Linked DNA regions of Macaca mulatta: region 1 is linked to region 2. The links are chromatin contacts, called in public Hi-C maps. All regions are on one chromosome and are shown on one strand. The core of a region is the stretch at or near the end of the contact, and the rest is flanking DNA. Distances in the headings are between cores, read along the strand shown. Region 1 overlaps MAP4K4 (mitogen-activated protein kinase kinase kinase kinase 4). Region 2 holds the start of MAP4K4 (mitogen-activated protein kinase kinase kinase kinase 4).

Region 1 (6,282 bases), core at 3,261-5,760, 130 kb after region 2:
ATGTAACATGTACATTTAGCCATTTTACCATCAATAATCTCCAGTAACATTTAAAAAAAGCCAAAGTTGTTTGACGCCTCTAAGCCAGCTTGAGTGTGACATGTGAATGAACATCTTTTTGAGACACAGGAAATCTTTTTCACCTCACTGGGCATCTGAAACACGAGCTGCCTTCGCCTACATTTCATCTAGAATGGGAATTTTTCCTTGTGACAAAAGTTTCAATTAACTAAAAACAAGCAAATGCCTCAGGGAGAGTTCGTGTGTCATGCAGTAGTGCGTGTTCATTATAGGGGTTACTAAGAGTTGGCTTTGGTAAAGAGAAGGCAAGATGATAAGCTGGAGGTAAGGCCTCATGAGAAAGGAATGCAGCCACCCCCAGAGAGATAAGCTGTGTTCTCAAAGACGGTTGGGGTTAGACAGTTTCTGTGGTGGCAAAACCTTTCCTCATTTCTCACTAGATGTTGGATTTAGACATTATGATCATTATGATCAGACCCTTTGAATGGTGAGGGTCCTAAGCAGGTAGGCCGCAGCCAATAGAGAAGTGCTTTTTGGAGCCAGCACACTGTTACCCTCTGGACCACAAGGCTTAGCAGCAAGGCCAGCATGTTCTTTTCAGCCCACTTCCGTGTTTACATTCTACATGGCAGTATCTTCATATTGAACATGGGAACTTAGAGCTTTCACTAACCAATGCTGTATGACAGCCTTTGACTGCTCTTTTGTTCCGTGACCATGCATGATAGAGAGTTTAGAGGAAAATGTTTCCTGGTTTAGAAACATGGATGCATTTGCTCAAGGATAGTGCTTCACTGAGTGTTTGGACTTGGCGTCTCTGCTAAGGAAGAATAATTGTGGCCTGATTTCTGGTATGGGACTAGTTGAACACACATACACTCCCAGGTACTTAATGGCAGAAAAAGGTTCTTTTTTTCCAAATAATCATATAACATTGTTGCAGAGCTATTAGATACACTTAATTCCCTGTAGAAGCAGTGATCCTGTAGCAGTATAGACAGGAAAACAGGCATTGTTCCATACATTTATTGCTGGTAATGAACAAGAGTGCATGCAAGCCACATTTGTGTGACAAGATGTGGGTGCTTATGTTTGTTGTTAAGATAGTTCTGTAAAAGTTTAAGAAGAGGTTGGCAAGTTAGAAAACAAAAATGAACTGAAGTAATAGAAATAGGAATTACGAAGAATTGGGGAACTTAGCTTTTGTGTCTCTCCTTTTGCTATTTGAAGTTATACCATGCTGAGAGGAGGTACTTTGTTCCTAACTATAGCAATAAGGTACCATATATTTTTAGTGCTTTTTTCTCTAGTCAGTGCTTTGTGGTATAATACCGCACATCCTGTGTTGTGAAAAATAAACAGAGCTGTCAAATAAGCTTTGCTCTGTTTCCTAGACAGACCAGTAAATGAATGTTTAGAAACCCCCTATGTTAGAAAAATTAGTATTCTAGAGGAGCTGTTGTATTTAATTCATATCTTACAAAGTAATGATAACAATAAAACCCCATGAAAAAAGAATAAACAGGAAAAAAATCAAATAACCCTTACTTATAATCTGCCCTTTTTGGATTGAGACATTTTAGAGTAAATAGGTTGCTTGTATCTTAAGGAGGTGAGCTGTATATTTGGCTTCTCTAGCTAAGGACAGAATAAGTAAATGAGTTGTGAGAATGATGCATTACTGTCTCTTGGACCATATTTGGATGCAACATGTGTTTTTGTTCTTCCACCACCTCTTGTAAGAGACAAGCTTTTGGGCCTCATTCCAGATACAAGGTCATCAAAAAGTGTTATATGCCCAGTAGGTTTGTTTCCTTGGGAAAGAAAGATATTTTATTTGAACACAAGGCTCTTTTTGACAGCACAATCATTTTATGCTTGGGATGGAGGTGGGATTGATCAGCACTTAGCAGTTTGTCACTGTGCAGTGGGAAGGCTAGCCAGTGTTAAAGAGCCAGATTTCAAAGCCCTCTCTTGCCCTTTGCTTTTCCCCTGAGATGTGTCTAGTTCAAATATGCCCACGGGGTCACCCTCTAGACATTTAGCGTGGGAAAGGAACCACCCTGTACACAAATAGCACAAATTATAGCAGAGAAACTGCAGATGGTAATCTGCAGTGTATCTTAAAGGCACAGCTAGAAGTGGTCATGTTGCTCACACGGGGAACCTAACCCACTGGGAATGTGGCGGGGGCGGGGGGGACTTCTTTCTATGTGTGTGGTAGTATTGGTGCTGTCTTCCTGGGAATGCACTAAGAGTGAAGTTAATGTTCATGAGCTCACAAACACCGTTGGTCCACATGTGTACTTTCTTATAAAAGGTGTGTTCCTGGCTGTTTACTTATAGTCACAGAAAACTAAAATTCAGGCCTGTCTTTCCTATTCAGGGACTGGCACATCTTCACATTCATCACGTGATTCACCGGGATATCAAGGGCCAGAATGTGTTGCTGACTGAGAATGCAGAGGTGAAACTTGGTATGTAATGGATGTGCGGCGTGATCTCGTAATTGCACCTGGCACAAGCCAGCTGCACTCCCAGTTCTGCTTCCATCTAGCTAAAAGTTCAGTCTGTTACCCATGTTTTCTATTTCTGTTCTTAAGAATGTGGGAACCGAGCATATTGCTTAGCCTGGCTCCAGCCTCCCCACTTCCATGTTAGTTCCCTCCCACCTCCCGCCCCCTGGTTCTCTATACAGCAGCCAGACTGATCTTCAGATCAGACCATGCCACTTTCCTGCTTAAAGACCCTTAATGGCTTCCTATTTTACTTTGGATAAAACCGACATTTCTCACCCTTGCCTATAAAAAGCCATGTAGGATCTGATGCCTGCTACTTTTCCCTCCTCATTTTATGTCCCTCTTTACTTCTCTCTTCATCAGTCACTGTCTTTTTTTCTTTTCTTAAACTTCCTGGATCTTGCCTTGGGGCCTTTGCATAACTGTTTCCCATTGGGAAGACTTGACTTCAGTTTTGAAGTCACAGTTTTTTTTCTCATGTTCAGGGGCCTTTTCCAACCTCTGATCTGTCTTGGGCCTTGCTGCTTGTTTCTTTCATAGTATTGTTCACAATTTATAGTTATGTGATTGTTTTTTACTTCTGTTACTGTCTCCTTTGCCAGAATGTAAATTCTGGGAATGCAGCAAATAGCCTATTACCCAGCACCCACAGCATAGTGACTTCATTGTAGTAGGTGCTTGATAAATTTCTGCATGGATAGGTAATTACAGCCCGTGGTGGTTTCCTGGAGTTATTCACAAGGGTTCTTTTATATTTCTTGTTTCCTTTAGCTGGGTCTGAACTTATTCCACTTTCATCTAAGTGTTGTATCAAATTTTTAAATAGCGTTTGTATTAATTTTTCTTCCACTAACACATCATAACAAAATTCTTTCTGTTTATATGGGTCTGGTCCACCTTTCTTTTAGAAATCATAGGCACAGCTGTTGTACTGTAAAAGTAAGACCTTCATAGTTACCTCCTTGCATAGTGTCTGTGTTTGTTGGTCTTCTATGGAGGAATCTGCCCAATTGGAAACTCCCCTCAGGGCTCCCCTCAAGGAAGCACTTGAGCAGTTCTCATACCAAATGACTCAGTGAGCTGTGCGTTCCCTGCACTGGTCTCCTGCTATCGGCCTCTGATAGTACCTGAGCGATCACTTAGTGATTGGTTACCATTGCCTTCCAAGTCGCTGTGATGCTCGCTTAGGCTTCCTGCACTAACTGGCTGGCCTGTGTGTCCCTGGTTCCTGTGCTGCCTGGCCCGTGTGTCTCTGTCTCTGAAGGAGTACTCAGTGAGTAAGTCCACACCCTGGACAAGCCATTTTCTGAGCGTGTTCTGTGCATAGAAGTTGAATCTATGATCCCTTTTAGTCATCTCAGCGCTTCGTAGGCCTTTCTGCATGGGCGCCTCCACCTTTGCAGGTTCCTGCTTGGGTAGTGGTAGTGTGTGTGGTGGTAGTGTTGGCAGGGACGGATGGCAGGCATTCCGTTAGAGGTCATGGTCTTCCTGCCAGCTCTGCCTCCCATCCTTGAACTGTCCTCTAGACCACCACCACCATCCAATTGGGTGGGATGCAGAAGTCACTGAAAAATCAGCAGAAGTCCCAAGTGCTTTAGGGTGTGTTGTTTGTGAACATATGATTTAGCTTGTTGTTTTTTTTTTTTTTTTTTTTGATTCAGTACTGTGTTTTTTTCAAGAAAACTTTTGTGAATTTCTTACCTTTATGGTTATTAGTGCTGTTTAAGAAGGTAAGTCAAGTGTGTCTTCAGTCAGTTCTCCAGAACCTGGGGCTCTCTGTGACTTGATCTTGTTTGCGGCAGTTCTCTGAAAGCACTGAAGGTTGTGGTTCATTCAAAAGGCCCTCTGCTGGTCACTGTCGGAGAAGCTGGGGAGGCAGCCAGATCCAGGCTTCACAGAAGCTTCCAGACTGGTAGAGGATCTCACAGTCTCGGTGGCTTTACTGTGGAAGGGCACTCCTGACCAGTGGTGCTTGCCTTGAGGAGGATCGCATATTCATGAAGCACTGCTGTTTCAGTTTACTACGAAGACATTTCCTCCTTGTGTTTTTTCACAAGTATATCTGGTTTGTAATTGTGTTTCACTTTCTCTTCCTTTTTCTCCCTCCCACAGTTGACTTTGGTGTGAGTGCTCAGCTGGACAGGACAGTGGGGCGGAGAAATACGTTCATAGGCACTCCCTACTGGATGGCTCCTGAGGTCATCGCCTGTGATGAGAACCCGGATGCCACCTATGATTACAGAGTAAGAGGCACCTGCTCCGTAGGCCTTTGCAGGGCCACTGGCATGCCTGAGGGATGGCGGCTTTGCTTATAAATCGCACACCCCTTGTCTGCCTGCCTTTTCAGGGAGGAAGACCTTCAGTGAGGAAAATTGCAGGTGCAGATTTTTCAGGACAGTATTCAGATGCTGTCTTTTTTGGCCATTTGTATCACATGACTGTGTTCTCATTAAGGAATACACTGGTTTCAAAGCAGTCTGGAGCACTTTGTCGTGCCTAGAGCTTTTTGTTCCTATTTACTATCCTTTTTTTTTTTTTTTAACTTGAAGAATATATTAGAATCGAATATTTATTCTTTTTAAAATATTGCCAGTGTACAATAATAGCTTCGAGTGAAATTTTATATTATTCTTGTTAAACTGCTGTACAGCATTGATTTGGTATACAAATTTATTTAAATTATTAGAGTGACCTCTAGGGACTTGAATCAATAATGCACTTTAAAAAAAAAATCTAGATGTAAATCCATATTTGATATCAGACTCGGGTTACTATGTTTACAAAAGCTGTTTTTAAAAATCCATGCCTTAATTAGATGAGCCAGTCTGGTTAATATACCTGTTAATGATATGCAAAATGGAATTCATGTCTTAACAGTCTCCCATGTATTTTAGTATTTATTACAAATATCCAATTAATGAGACTTAATTTAAGACTGTAGTGCAGAGTAACTTTTATTTTTTATATACTGAAGTATCTTAAAATAGGTAACAGACTTTGTGACTTTCCACTCTTTACCATGTCTCTAAAATTTAAAAATGTTTTCCCGCATTCCCCAAATAATTATTATACCTAAGTAAATACAAATAGTTAATACAAAGTTGGTAATTAGACCTGGCTGGTATGCAGAACAAGACAGTGTATTTGGTTATTTAATCTCTTTTAATCTAGAACCACCTCCACTGCCACCCCCACCTCGTTTTTTTGTATTTGTTTTTGTTTTGCCATAAAACTGACTTTCTGAAGAGCCTGGGCCTGTTGTCTAATGTTCTACCCTTGAGATTTGTCTCATTACTTCTTTATGTCATTTAGTTTGTTTCCTGTAAACTAGAAAGGCTTAATTTGTATCAAGGAAAACCTTCTTAGCAAAATCACCACTGGGGAGGTGGAGGTGGAGGTTCTTCATGTTGCCTCACAGCAGGGGACATGCAGAGCTGTTCATCCCCCGCTCATTGCCAGGAGTGGCCCCTGGATTAGGGTAATGAGCCCCTTTGTGTACCCTGATAGTATAGAAAGCTTAATGAAAATAAGGGAGGAATGATAGGTCTCTCCTTTTTGTTGTATTCAGATATATGTGTCTGAACTTTGTAATATAAGTATAGATTATTTAGAAAACCTTTAAACTGAGCAACTTTAATTCCTTGGTTAGGATAGCATATAAACAAATATATAGTAATGATAATAACTATCCTCATCTGCTTTTCAAAAATTCTTTTTTTTGGATTTTAAGAAATATTGTCTG
Region 2 (5,485 bases), core at 2,923-5,422:
GCTGGAGCCCAGTGCCATGATCTCGGCTCACTGCAACCTCTGCCTCCCGGGTTCAAGCAATTTTTCTGCCTCAGCCTCCCGAGTAGCTGGGACTACAGGCAGGCACCACCACGCCCGGTTAATTTTTGTATTTTTAGTAGAGACGGAGTTTCTACTAAAAATATTGGCCAGGCTGGTCTCGAACTTCTGACCTCGGGCACCTGCCTGGGCCTCCCAAAGTGCTGGGATTACAGGCGTGAGCCACCGCACTGGCCAGCCTTCCTTCCTTGCTCTCCCTTTTCTTCCTTTTTTTTTTTTTCTTTTTTCAGAGTCTCACTCCATTGCCCAGGGTGGAGTGCAGTACAGTGCAGTGGTGCAATCTGGGTTCGCTGCAACCTCTACCTTCCGGGTTCAAGCGATTTTCTTGCCTCAGCCTCCCAAGTAGCTGGAACTACAGGCGCGAACCACTGCGCCTGACTAATTTTTGTATTTTTAGTAGAGATGGGGTTTCGCCATGTTGGCCAGGTTGGTCTTGAACTCCTGGGCTCAAGTGTACTAAACACAGCTTATTATGAATTGAGCACTTGTGTCCCCTCCCGCAATCCCTCCATTCATTTGTTGAAGCTCGAATCCGTAGTGTGGCTGTGTTTGGAGACAGGGCCTCTAAGGAAGTAATTGAGGTTAAGCAAGGTCTTAAGGGTGGGGCCCTGATGGATAGGATTAGTGCCTCATAAGAGACACCAGAGAGCTCATTCTCTCTCCTCAAGCATGTACTGAGGAAAGGCCATGTGTAAACATAGTCAGAAGGAGGCTGTCTGCTAGCCAGAAAGAGAACCCTCACCAGAAATCGAGTTGGCCAGAACTTTGATCTTGGACTTGTAGCCTCCAGAACTGCGAGAAAACATTTTCTGTTATTTAAGCCACCCAGGCTATAGTATTTTGTAATGGCAGCCCAAGCTAATACATGGTGTTAATTGAAAACATGGCCCTGATGCCGGGTGCTAGAGTGGAGTTTCAAGCTGGGCATGTGTACACCACTCCTGCATGAAAAGGTAATTGACTTTGGTTTTGGGTTCAAAACTAAATCTTCCTTTCTTGCTACCATTTAGTAATTCCCATCTTTTTCTCTGTTGTGACAGCATCTTCCCAAGTGTGGACATCCTCCCAAGTTCTGAACCACAAACAAATCTTTTACCTTCTTGTCTACACTGCCTTCTGGTATTGTATCAGATGCCAAGCCTTAGAGAATCTACTGTCTCAAGACCTCTTATATTAATACCTCCTGTCACCCCTTATTACCCTGGCATAGGCTCTTGTCTCTTGCTTGTTTTTCTCATTTTCAGTCTTCATCTGGTATGCAGAAGAGGAACGAGAGGCTCAGAAGAAACACATGCAAGGCTGCACAACGGACAAATAACTAGGGTTCAAAGCCAGTTCAATTTTGCCCCAAATCCAGCATACTTTCCACTAGATCTGTTTAGTACTCTTTCCATCTTGCTAAAATCGACACTGTTCTGCTTTGTACTAGTGGTTATTTATGAAGCTGTCTTATGCCCATTATCAGTGTGTAAACTCTTTGAGGGTAGGCTGTCTCGATCTTCCCGATATCCCAGGCAATTGCTAAGCCAGTGCCTTGTACTGTGTAGGCACTTCCAGAATAGGTAATGATTCTAAAGTGGGAGATAACAGGCACAACGGTGATATAGAGGATAGCAGCGTAGGAGAGACACAGATTTAAAGAGAGCCTGTAGGAGAAGGAAGAGATGATTTTGAGTTGGGCTTGAGGTGATGAAGGAATGTGGATAGATGGAGAGGAAGGGGAGGTGAGAGGTGGGCTTCAATGTCATGGATTTGGAGTTGAACCTGTGGAAGGAGGCTGCTTTGTGGGGGGCCCTGGCATTTCTGCATCAGGTCTAGTTGTGCATAGTGAGCAAGTTACTTAACTTTTTTAAGTGCTGGTTTTCTAATGTATAAAGTGGGAATAATGGAGTGTCATTTGGAATTAAGAGCAGAATAATGAGATAATACATGTGAAGGACTTAGCACATTATATCATCTATTATTAATAATAAACACTATTAAAATGCTAGCAATAGGCCAGGCATGGTGGCTCATGCCTGTAGTCCAGCACCTTGGGAAGCCAAGGCGGGCGGATCACCTGAGGTCAGGAGTTCAAGACCAGCCTGGCCAACATGGTGAAACCCTGTCTCTACTAAAAATAAAAAATTAGCTGACCATGGTGGCAGGCGCCTGTAGTCCCAGCTACTGGGGAGGCTGAGGCAGAAGAATTGCTGGAATCCAGAAGGCAGAGGTTGCAGTGAGCTGAGAGCACTCCACTGCACTCCAGCTTCGGTGACAGTCAGATTCTGTCTCAAAACAAACAAAAAACAATGTTATCAATAGTAAGATAGCCTGAAAGTTCAGATGTGTTTCTGTCTAGTTCTCTGAGTAAATTATTTTATTTACACTTATAGATAATGCCATTGCTGCTGGCAAAAACCAAAATTATCTAAAAGCACCAATACATTCATAGGAATACTTGGTTACTATAATTTTCCTTATAAATGGATACCAGGAGCCCCTCAATATATTTTACCCTTACCAGGGATTCTCATAGTCAAAAATTTCAGAAACCAAACTGTTGGGAAGCAGGAGAGTGCCATACATATTCTGGGTAGAGCTAACTAACTTGGCTGACTGAATCAGAGATCCGGATTCTGCGAACAGGCTAACCTGGTGAAAATCCCTGCTCAACTTCCAGGCTGGGCTTTTAAGGAATTCGGACATATTCCTTATCTTTCAGTACTTTGCTTTCCTTACCAAAAAGGAGGATAACATTCCTTCAAGGCTGTAAATAGAGTGCTGTGTGTAAAGCACTTGGCACAATGCGTTTGTTTGGGGGAGACACAGTATGTGCATAAGAATTGGTAGACGATGATGGTTATGTTTATGAAAATCCAATCATGAATAGCCGGAGGCCACTGTTGTCAACAAGTGATCCCTGTAACAGTGACGTTAGCTACACTGAGAACTTACACACGCACATTCTCAGGCCCATTGCTGACCTCCTGAAACGGGAACTCGGGAGGCAGGGCCAGGCAATCGGCACTTTGCCTGAAGCACGCACGTTTTGAGAACACCTGTCAGGTAACCGGGAACCACTGAAAGTTTTTGGACGGTGGAGGAATGCGATGTAAATGGCTGTTGATTCACTGGCATTAAAGTGCCTAACTACCGACTGGCTTCCGAGGTTGCCGGAAGAAACCTGTTTGTTGATCCTTAGTGATGTCCAGGTTACAAAACGCGGGTCGGTACTAAGGGCCCCAAACACAGTGCTCACCTACCGAGCGCAGCCGGGAGCGCAGCGCCAGGCAATTACAGGAGCTGTTTTGGATGTGGCCCGGCAGCCCAGCGATGCTCAGCGGATCCCGCAACTACAACCACAACCGTACCACACATTTAGCTTGCAAAAGCAGAGAAAGGAAAAGAAAACCGTGCAGGGAAGCCGGAAACGAGGGACTTCAGGGTCTCCTCTCTAGGAGGTGGGAGAGTGGGGGATGGGGCAAGCGGGGCGAGGAGGGGGCGAGGATCGAGGGAGGCCCCTCCTCCGCGCGGCAACACCCGGTTCGCGTCCCTCTAGAGCCGGGGCGCGGCCGGCGGGACACACCCTTGCCCTGGGAGACACGAGGGTCCCTGTCCTCTTAGCGTCGGTCCAGCTCAGTTTCCTGTCATTTGTTGTTAGCGCGAGGTAGGGGCGTTTCTCCACCTCAGCTCCTCCCCGGGGAAATCCCAGCCCGTTTCCTCCCCGCTCCTGCTGTTTTCGGGAGCGCCGTGCGGGGTCGAGCGCCGGGGCCGCACCCTGGGCGCCGGGCGTCGTGTCGGGGCCGCTGCCCGCACTGCCCGCCGGCCCGGCCATTGTTCGGGCCCCACCCCTGATGAATATTCACGCCGCGCGGGCGCCTCGGCCCGCGCCCTCCCCGGCAGGGTAGGGGTGTGAGTGCGTTTCCGCCGGTTTTTCCTGCCTGAGGAGGAAAGGGGGAGCTGTTTTCTCTCTCCTCAGAATATATTTTTGGTGTCCCGTTTCTCCTCCTCCCGCGCCGCCGCCGCCCCCTCCCTCCCCACCTCGCTCCCCGCCTCGCTCCCCGCCTCCGCCTCCGCCTCCCGGGTTATCTTTGTCTCGCTGCCTCGCGCTCACTCGCTCAACTCTCGGCGCCGCCGCGGCCCCACGCTCCGGGCCCGTCCTCAAGGCGCGCGGCGCGGGGCGCGGGCGCCGGGGCCTGAGGCGGCGGGCGACGCCCGGGGGCCTGACGGCCGGCCCCGCGCCATGGTGTGAGCGCCGCCGCCGCCCGCGCACGCTCCGTCCGCCCTCCGCGCGGCCCGGCCGGCCGAGAGCCCCGAGCGGCCCGAGAGCGCAGCCGAGCCCGCCGCCGCCGCCCCCGGCCCCGCGAGGAGAGTCCCGGGCCGGCCCGGCTGCCGCGCGAGGAGCGCCGTCGGCGGCCTGGTCTGCGGCTGAGATACACAGAGCGACAGAGACATTTATTGTTATTTGTTTTTTGGTGGCAAAAAGGGAAAATGGCGAACGACTCCCCTGCAAAAAGTCTGGTGGACATCGATCTCTCCTCCCTGCGGGTGAGTGGGCCCGCGAGCGGGCGCGCGGGGAGCGGGGAGCGGGCAGCCGGCAGCCGGCAGCCGGGGCCGCGCCCTGGTCGGCCGGGCGCTCGGGCGCCGCCGTGGGCAGAGCCGCCGGCGCGGCGGCCCCTTTGTCTGCCTGTGCGGGCTGGTGCGGGGCGGGCGCTACCCTCCGCCGCCCCCACGCCCCGAGCCCGCCGCGTGACCCCCGGGCGCCGGGGGACCGCGCGGGGCGAAACCCACCTCTTTTGTCACCGCCCTTTCTCTCTAACTGCCCTGCTTGATTTATTCATTTTTTGGCTTCTTTTAAATGATAACCCCTCCCCTCCTTCCTCTCCAGGATCCTGCTGGGATTTTTGAGCTGGTGGAAGTGGTTGGAAATGGCACCTATGGACAAGTCTATAAGGTTGGTGTGGGCGCCTTCTTTGTTTCCCGTGGCATGTGGAAACTTCTTGTTGGGGGACGAGGAGAGGGTGATAAACAGGCTGCTGACTGGAGGCCACGCCGCTTGGCCAAAGTTGGGAGAGGGGTTTCGCCTTGCAGTCCCTCTGTTTTTGCACACCGAGTTTATATTCAGACTGGCCTTAAAAGACCTCATTTCCTGGCTTTGAGATAAGGAAATAAGCTACACTCTTAGGCATGCACTTTACTTCAAAAAAATGGAAAAGCATTTTTAAAAAATAAGACAACCTGAATTTTCTCTTTTTTTCCCCCCAAATCTGGCCTCCTGAGTTTGTGTGTAAATTAAAATACCGTGGAGGCGGGCCTTGCCTCTGACGATCCTAAACCACTGCTTTGGCCATCGTGAAAATTGTCATCATGTTTCAGCCTCCACTCAGTGCTTGCCAGTTGCTCAAGGTGGGGAGTTTGGCGTTAC

The links. Hi-C and Micro-C count contacts between places; a contact is called where the count stands out from the background.
Region 1: a Hi-C map of blood shows a contact between it and region 2, with 2.7 times the contacts expected there. The contact joins the enhancer-like site here to the promoter of MAP4K4 in region 2. A contact is called at or near these places in 7 of 14 Hi-C or Micro-C datasets (CD4 T cells, blood, cortical neurons and 4 more).

The regions. Positions count from the first base shown.
Region 1 is chr13:9,980,656-9,986,937 of T2T-MMU8v2.0, forward strand. MAP4K4 (mitogen-activated protein kinase kinase kinase kinase 4) reads left to right here. Exons shown (of 29, transcript XM_077958917.1): 6 at 2,408-2,498; 7 at 4,653-4,783. Among named protein-coding and RNA genes, the nearest start is that of MAP4K4, 130 kb to the left of the region's middle. Within about 2 kb of position 4,511, at least 8 of the 40 cell types and tissues checked have an H3K27ac peak or open chromatin away from gene starts, as enhancers often do. A contact at or near this core is called in blood, where this site is marked.
Region 2 is chr13:9,851,097-9,856,581 of T2T-MMU8v2.0, forward strand. It overlaps MAP4K4 (mitogen-activated protein kinase kinase kinase kinase 4), which reads left to right and starts at 4,173. Exons shown (of 29, transcript XM_077958917.1): 1 at 4,173-4,608; 2 at 4,949-5,014. The coding sequence starts at 4,552.